Regions from separate parts of the Gossypium raimondii genome. Here region 1 is linked to region 2. A link is a contact called in public Hi-C data. All regions are on one chromosome and are shown on one strand. Each heading gives the region's core, a stretch centred on a gene start, on an enhancer-like site or on the middle of the called end of the contact. The rest is flanking DNA. Distances are from core to core; before and after follow the strand shown.

Region 1 (4,588 bases), core at 42-2,541, 340 kb after region 2:
GTCATTGCTTGTTCGTCTTTTGCGGTACTGTGAGTGCTACTGGGATGTCACTTTGTTGCAAATTTGGAGGCGATGATGCTAGGGTTTCTGTTGTAAACGGGTTTGGGCTAGGTGCACTGGGCCAATTGAGATGTTGGGCTAGGCTAGTGTTTGGATAGTGGGTATTTTTGTAGCCGGGTTTAGTGATTGGGACATTTGGGTTTAATTTAATCTTTAATGGGCTGCAAATTTGGGCTAATGTAATGGGACTGTTATGGACTGTTATAATTTTTGTTTGGCTTATATATTTATTATTATTATTATTTTATTTATTTTTTATGGGCCGGGCAAATTGGGTTATTATAATGATTTAACGTGTCACATCAGCACCATTACACCGTTAACGAAAATTAACGGCTCAGTGACTAAAATGTTACAACACGATAACGTAAGTGACTAAAACGTAACATTTCAAACATAAGTGACTAAAATATAATTTAAGATAAATAAAATAACTATTTTAATAGTTTACCATATAAAATAGGCTTTTAAGAGGTTGAAAAAAGATGATCATAAAAATGCCTAAAATACCATGGGAGATTGTCAATTTTGTACCAATAAGAAAAAAATGTTCATTTTAGACATATTGTGAAGTAAAAATATACATTTAAATAACCTTTAAATTTATTAATATTTTAATATTTTAATAATAATATAAAAAGCAATTTATTGTAACTCATCATTAATATTTTGATATATGAAATATACATTTTAAATATTTTTAAAAATTAATATTAATTATTTTAAACTATATTTTAAAGATTAAATATATAAGGTTATATATTTAAATTAAATTTATATTACATAAAGGAAAACCTTTGCATTTGAATTTAAAAGCTTTTTTTTTTACTTAAGGCTCTAAAAGTATTTATGATCCAAAAATCAGAATTTATAGTGAAAATATTGTTCTATAAGGCATAATAGAACATAAAAGTTGAGATCGGAATTCAGATTTGTTAACTGAGAATATTTTCTAATCTCAAGGAAATTTAGGAATCTTTTGCATTTGAATTTTTATATTTCTTAAAATAACTTAATTTTATAATTCTTCTTTGCAGTCAATATTGTTTTAATATTTTATGGAATGCACCTTTAACTTCACTCCACACGCCAAAAGGAAAATGTAAGAACTGATGGTAACATGGATGTGAGTGGAAACAAATGGATAAAATGAAACAATGTCGACATAGTTAACTTCATATTTTAACGGAAGTTCGCAACTATGGACGCCACCTCTTCCTCTTGCCTTACCTTTTCCTCAAACAATGTCGACACTCTCTCCTTATTATTCCCTTTCATTTCTGAATGTCTTTCCATCGTCTCCTATGCTCTGCTTGCTGCCCCCATATATTACTGCTACCCATTTAACACCATCATCTTAAATGCTGTGTTTTCACACATCTCTATACCCTATGTACGTGTATTGTTCATAGATTCTTCAATCCTCTTCTTCACTTTGATTTGTCATTCTAAAAAGCAACAGAAGTATAGGATACCCTTTTTTTTCCTTCCTCTTTTTATCTCTCTCCCTCTCTATATATTGCACCCACCATTTGTTTTGCTTTAGATTCTCGATTCTCATGTTCATCTTTGAGGTTTGTTCTTCGGGATTTGAAACCCCTTTCTCTTTATTGTTTCTGGGTTTTCCTTGTTTTTTTTCTTAATTCATTGTGTTTATTTGGGTTTTTCTTTTTTAGGATATATTGCCGCTGCTCCGCCTTGATCGTTTGAGGTCGAAGAGTAGGCTTTTCCCAGGTAATTTCCAACACCGTTTTGTTAGTTTTTATGTTTACGGAGGTTACTGAGTGGTGGGAAAATTTTGGAAATGAATTAAATTTTCGAAAAACATTTATTTTTGGTTCTGGGATTTCATAATTCAACCCAATTGAGCTGCAAACTTGTCTACTTTTCTCAAAATTCTTCAATTGTGCTTAATGTTTTATCAGTTTTAATCTTCTTTTTTTAATTTGTTTCATCAATTGAATAAACAGAGTCCTTTTTGCAAACAATAACCGATTCAATGAGCAACACGAGCTGCCAATCCTCGGAGCTAGAGATTTGCCGTGACGAATCAGCGGCGTTGAAGTTAAAGCTGATAGCTATAGCCTCAATCCTCCTCGCCGGTGTGGCCGGGGTCGCTATTCCACTCATCGGGAAGCACCGTAAGTTCCTCCGTACAGATGGGAGCCTCTTTGTCGCCGCTAAGGCCTTTGCTGCCGGCGTGATTCTGGCCACGGGCTTCGTCCACATGCTCGCCGGTGGTACCGAAGCTCTCACAAATCCTTGCTTGCCGGAATACCCTTGGTCCAAATTCCCATTCCCGGGCTTCTTCGCCATGGTTGCCTCTTTGGTTACTTTGCTTGTTGATTTCGTGGGGACTCAGTATTATGAGAGGAATCAAGGTTTGGCTAAAGCAAGTACTGAAGAACAGGTTCGAGTGGGTTCGTTAGACCCGGATTCAGACTCTGGGATTGTACTAGTTGTGGAAACCAAGGATGGGAATGGGAAGGTTTTTGGGGAAGAGGAAGGTGGGGGAATGCACATCGTTGGGATGCATGCGCATGCAGCACATCATAGGCACAGTCATCCACATGGACAAGATGGCTGTGATGGCTTATTGAGGAGTCGTGCACATGATCATGGTCATGATGATGGACATGGGCATGAGCATGGAGGTGAGGATGATGATAGTGACGTGAGGCATGTCGTTGTTTCCCAGGTAAATTATTTCTTGAACTTCGTTGAAATTTAATTGTTTACGTCATGGGCCCTTGTTAAATATGCTTACAAATTTAATTATTTTTTTATTATATTTTAATCACTTATATTTGAAATGTTATATTTTAATTATTTACGTTATTGTGTTATTATCGTGTTATAATATTTTAATCACTGAACGTTAATTTTCGTTAACGGTGCAACGGTAAGCTAATTTGGTATATTAAATCATCATTTCAAAGAAAATTTTAAATTAAATTATACAATTAATTTTTATAATTTTATTCATTTTAAGTATTTTAATTGTTTTTCTTTTACCTTTAAAAGATAGAGAATGGAGAAAATAGAAAGAAACAGAAGAAAATAAAAATAAATAAAAGTGTTAAAAGAACATAAAAAATTGTTCAAAACAAAAAAATATGGAGATCAATTGTATAATTTAACTTAAAATTTTTATTCGAAATAATAATTTAACGTGCCATATTAGCTTATTATTACACCGTTAGTAATTAATGGTTCAATAATTAAAATGTTACTATTTTAATAGTTTACCAATCTAATAAATGGACAACTATTAACAGGTTTGATGTTAAATCAGGAGTCTTCTTCTGTGGACTTTTAGGCTAACGAATCTAATGGTAGAATTCTAGTGAGACGACACTATGTTTTGATTGCTCCTAAACTTTTATCTTCTCCTGATTAATAGCTGATAAAAATCTGGGTCAAAAAGGTTTTGAGCTCTTGGCATTTGCATATTTTTCCGTGGTTGTAACGTCTCCTTTCTTTTCTTTTCTTTTTTTGGCAGATTTTGGAGCTTGGAATTGTATCACACTCGGTCATCATTGGCCTATCATTGGGTGTTTCCCTGAGTCCATGCACAATAAGGCCTCTAATTGCAGCACTATCATTTCATCAATTCTTTGAAGGGTTTGCACTCGGAGGGTGCATCTCCCAAGCTCAATTCAAAACCCTATCAGCCACAATCATGGCCTGTTTTTTCGCCATAACAACCCCAGCTGGAATTGGCATAGGGATCGCCATCGCATCGTTCTACAATCATTACAGCCCAGCAGCTCTGATTATTGAAGGAGTCCTAGATTCTTTATCCGCTGGAATTCTAGTTTACATGGCATTAGTAGATCTCATTGCTGCAGATTTTTTAAGTAAGAGGATGAGCTGCAATTTTAGACTTCAAGTAGTATCTTACTTCATGCTCTTCCTAGGAGCTGGTTTAATGGCTTCCCTTGCCATCTGGGCCTAAAAACTTCACTACTGTTGGTTTTGTTAGTTCTTTTATTTTGGCATTTATTTTTGGGAATTCAATCACAAACCATAGAACCCTTTTCTTTGTTCTTTCCTTCCACAATGGAAAGGAGGAAGGCTGCTGAAAAAAGAAATATGTTGTAAGCTTATCCTGATGATATAGTACTGGTCAAGCTCCACACCTTTTTCTCCTGTTGTAAAACATGCAATTCTATATACATATATATGTGGTGACAATAACAAGCCAAAATTCAATGGTATTGATGGTTCAATCTTTGCAAGAAGTTTTTCTTTTTCTTTTTTGCACCAACAATGTGTATCATGTGTGTAGTTGAAGAAGTTTGCTTCTTCACGAGAGAATCAGCTTCTTTTTCTTCCAGTTACTTGAAAATTAATTCTTTGGGAATTTTTCTCTCCTTTTATTTTGGGATTACAACAGCCATTAAAGCAAAAGAAGAAAAGATGTTTAATGCTCTTATTTTGCAAGAACAATACAAAATTCGAAAGACCGTGAAGATGAGGAAGTGTGTTAATGGAGGATTCTAAGTAGTGACGTTGGAGAGTTGTC
Region 2 (4,803 bases), core at 439-2,938:
CAAAGGAAGCATATTCCATACAGCTCCTAGCATGCTAATTGTAGTAAATCCACAAATTTCCAACCCTTTTTCCACATGATTATTTGCTTGAAGTGGGATTTCCATGTGAGGCGGGAAGAGGAAGACAAATGACATACCTACCGTCCAAAGCCAGTATCTAGAGTGGGTATATTTAGGTGGGAACAAAAATGTCATGATTGGAATAGCAATGCACGGAATTAACTGGAATATCATGCACAACCGAAGATCATTAAATGTTCTGCAAACAATAATCAAGTCTTATTCAGCCAAAACAAATAGAAATCTGAATGACAAGCTTTGACCAATTCAGTGAACAGATGAAAAGATCATCTCAAGAAAGAATCAAACCTTGCATAACTTGTGCTTAGAACAGCAAGAACTACTAGTGAAAAAAGGCAACTTAATCCAATTCTTTCTCCGAGTCTCTCGAGTATAAAAGTAGAGAAAAGTGAGGAATAAGCAATCATCATCTGCACATATGTGAATTAATTTGATGTTATGGAGCATTTGACAGAAATAAGGTAGTAAAATTCCAAAGGGGCTATGATTGTGGATGAAATAGAATGGAAACTCATCTGCAATTTCTGATTCTTTCTATGTAAAAACACAATAAAAACACCAAATTAGAAACAAAGCAAGTGAGATTTCAACTATTTGGTATTCAGCAATGAAGCGCAAATTCGAAGGGTAGACAAAAATAAAATATTGAAGTTCATGGTTTCAACCACGGCAAATAGCTGTGTTAAGAACAACATTTGAATGATGGAAACAACCATCAAGAACCGAAAGCTAGAGGAACAAATAAAAAAAATATAAAGAAGTAAAGTTGCAAGGCTAACCGGCAAGGTGTCCAGCAGTACTCGATTGTCATCAGGCCTGAGATGATAATAAGCAGAACCAAAAGCCACACTTGCAGTTCCTCCATAGAAAAGCAGCCAACCCCACAGCTCCCCTGGCAATCTGCCACCAATCCACCGTCCATAAACATCAGTTAATCAGCAAATGGTCACAAATTTATCCTTTACAAATTACAACTTAAAGACATCTAAGTTTTTTTAAAAATAGGGGGCAAAAAACACCTTATATTGAAAAAGCTTCCTCCTCCAAGGCAAAGAACAAACCCAAGAACACCCACAATCAGAAATGGGAAATTGGTGATCACATTCAACGTGTTAGGAACTCCTAAAAGCAAAACAAAGAATGAGAAAACATAAAATTTTGCAAATTTTCCCTTTTAATGTACAATTTTCTCTTCTTCTTTTTTCCACATCCCATCCCATCCCATCCCATCCCATCCCATACCTTCACTTCACTTCACTTCACTTGTTTCTTAGAAAACACAATGTAAAAGAAAGAGTTACCTACGAAGTTGCGCATGTCAGCATAGAGATGGTTCCTGTAAGAAAGTGGGATCTTTGGAGTAACCAACATGATGAAAAGCCAACAAAGCAATGCAACTCCCCATATTCGACTTCTTCCTCTTCCTACCTGTTGATTCACCATCCAAACCATTGTTTCCTCTCTTTTTTTTTCTTTGAAAGAAAAACTGTCAACTTTTCCTTCTCTGTTTCCACTGTCGTATGTTTGGGTTTTTATTTCTTGTGATCTGCTCTATACTTCTGGGGAATATTTTTCTTTGGCTTTATGTTCGATTTTGCATTTGTTTTCATTCGAATTTGACGATGTTTCATATGTGTGTCCCCTCCCTTTATCTTCTCCCAACATGGGCTATATAGGCCCTTTTTCTTTCAGAGGCTGTACATAGACCTGTAAATAGGATCCAAAAAGAGAAAAATAAAATTCCTTTCCTCTTGTGAAGGCCCAATCTTGAATTATGGTAAATTTCTCTAAGTTGGCACATGAAGGCATGGCTTTAAGCCTCTTGCCTTTCATTTATTCACATATTAATCTCTCTTCCTTACCCTTTTATACAAAAATAACTTCTTTTTATATCTCATTGACTCAATACTTGCACAAATTCTCCTTTTCTTTTTGAAATTCATTGAAAACTTCCTTTATATCAACTCAAGTAGCACAGGTGGAAACAAGCACTACAAATTTGGGGAAATTTTTATGCGATTCAAACCCTAAATTTGATGTTTACAGACTTAAAATCCATATGAAATCTTACCACTGCATTAGTATTTTATTCAGAACACTGTTATATTATTCATAAACTTATAACCTTGATACAAACAATCAACAATACAATCTGGTGATAAATCTAATTAACATTCAAAACATTATCCAAGTTAAAAGCCTGCAGGCTTAAATCAATATTCATTTTCATTCTTATATTATATTTTGAGTGACTGTTTACTACATAAGCGATAAAATAAAAATTTTAACTTCTCAACTCAAGCGTGCAGATTTTGCTACATGTCATATTTACTTATTTATTACTTTTTAAATACAATTTAAGGACACATTCTTTCAAAAAAAAACCTTAAAACACATGATAATACCTCAACCCTACTTGTGGAGTTAAAATTTTTTATCTCCGTTAGTATACCAAATAATTATTTGTATATTTTCAATTGTAGATGTCTATATATAATTATGGTTTCAATTCCTCTATTATGATAAATTTTATTGTTAACCCTTATACTTTATTTGACATAAATTTCATTAATTAGTCTAAATAGTTATTAATTATTCTACTTAAATTGTTAGTGTTGATATTTTTTTTCTTAAAAACATTGTTAGGACCAAGGCTGTCCAAGACTGATGTTTCGACTATTGTTCAAACACCAATTCAGACAAGACTTTGGGACATCCTAAGTGATATGAGGTGTTGATGTTTTTGACTTAGGCCTTCTAATAAGATTTTACCATAAGCAAATGTATCCCAGGATGTATTTGTTTTGTCTCAACCTTGTGGATCGAAATTGATGGCTTAAAGAAGAGTTGATCAACTTGCCTTATTGGATAAAGCTTATCTTATCTTTTAGCTTTGGTGATTTATGTGTTGATTTTACTTGTTTTATCAGGCTTTATCTTGGCATAAGTTTTGGAGTTTATTTATTTAGGATCATTATGCTACTAAGGATGCATTTATCTCTACAAAATATTATCAGAAAGGCTACCTCATTTGGCCATGAATAGACAACTTATTCACATGAATGGATGTGAAGTGTTTGTAACATCCTGATTTTAAGTGGTGTCAGAAAATGTGGTTTCAGAACTTCATTTCTATAAATCGAGTCTATGAGGATGAAATATAAAGATTAACGAAGTTGTTATGACAAAAAATTGAAGATTAGTTAATTAAAGCTCAATGATTGAATTATAAAAGTCCAATCACTATCGAGTTTTAATTTAAAAATGATTGATTACCTAATTAAAAATAATCTAAACGGTCAAAATGGTTGTTAAACCATTGTTGTTCATATTAATTGTGGAATATGATAATGATTTACACTTAGCATGATTGATAATTAAATTAAATATATATATATGCTTTAATAATTAATTAATCATAGTTAGTTAAACTAATTAAACTACTAATTATACTATTTATGCTTAACTAAGTGGAAAGAAAGATGAAAAACATTCCACCGTCCACAAAAAGAGAAAAAGAAAGAAACAAAATTTCATGGTTTTGAAGAAACATTCGACTATTCAATTCACAAGGTAACCAAACTAAATCTTTGAAATTTTTATAGATTTTTTACCATGGGAGCTTGAATTAGCTAGCCCATGTATGATATTGTTCAATTTTTTAGTTGTTAGCAAGTTGTCATTAAAGAAGAATTGATGAATTAGGTTTGAATTTGAAGAAATTGATAGTTAATGAGCTTAAATTGTGAGAAGGACTAAATTAGAAACTAAGTTAAACTTGTTAGATAACTTTGTAACACTAGGGACTAGATTGAATACATTAAAAATTGCAGGGTCAATTTTGTGCCCAAACAAGCTTATATTTGTTTTTTACTTAAGGGCATAATGGTCAATGTTAGGTTAAATGTTAGTAGGGTATAAATACAACTTTATAAACCTTTGTTTTGAGATATTTGGTGGCTGAAAAGTTTCTTTAGGGTTTATAGCTTTTAGGTTAGGTTTATTTCTCTTTTTCTTTTCTTTTTCTTTTAATTTTTAGGTTAGGTTTTCTTTTTTCATTTTAGAGTAAAGTTTACTCTTGTAGTTTTCTGTCTTCTTTCTTGTAAAATATTTTGTAAATGAAGATGAATGAAGCTTTTGGGTGCAATTGGTTCCGCATCTAAATGAGCATTTCTTACTTTATCTTTATATTGTGCATAATAACTATTTGATGAAATGTCTATTGGGATGTTAAGCTTTATCATGTGCTAAATTTGTTGATGATTGGTTGATTGGCTATTTGTTAGTTTAAGTTAATGTTTATGCTTGATTAATTGGTTGTTCGATTATATCGAAATGCTTAATACGCTAGAATTGATGCATCTAGCGAAAAATCTAAATAAACGAGACCGAGAAAAGAGTTTAGCCTTAGATAGTTCGATATGATTATACTGAATAGTGAGACCGAGAGGAGATCTATATGCCTAGGTAAGACCGAGAGGAGAACTTAGGTGGTATCTTTTAGTCAAGGATGAGACCGAGAAGAGATTCCTAGCCAAAAGTGACAATCAATATAATATGTATAGGTTTATTAACATAGTTAGCAATTAACAAATCAACTGACCATCGTTTTATCATTTACGTTGTCTAAGGTAATAGGGAAGAAAATTAAAGTAGTTAGTTTAATTGATAGTTTAATTTTAGTTTATAAACAATCGGAAAAGAATTTGAGAGAGTATTGTT

Evidence for each region. Hi-C and Micro-C count contacts between places; a contact is called where the count stands out from the background.
Region 1: a Hi-C map of leaf shows a contact between it and region 2, with 2.3 times the contacts expected there. The contact joins the promoter of LOC105773779 here to the promoter of LOC105774217 in region 2. A contact is called at or near these places in 2 of 2 Hi-C or Micro-C datasets (both in leaf).

Annotation. Positions count from the first base shown.
Region 1 is chr6:18,067,003-18,071,590 of ASM2569854v1, forward strand. LOC105773779 (zinc transporter 4, chloroplastic) reads left to right here and starts at 1,292. Exons shown (of 4, transcript XM_012595893.2): 1 at 1,292-1,634; 2 at 1,737-1,794; 3 at 2,031-2,758; 4 at 3,563-4,304. The coding sequence starts at 1,620. The coding sequence ends at 4,018.
Region 2 is chr6:17,728,995-17,733,797 of ASM2569854v1, forward strand. It overlaps LOC105774217, which reads right to left and starts at 1,689. Exons shown (of 7, transcript XM_012596621.2): 1 at 1,383-1,689; 2 at 1,101-1,203; 3 at 861-981; 4 at 370-491; 5 at 138-259. The coding sequence starts at 1,533.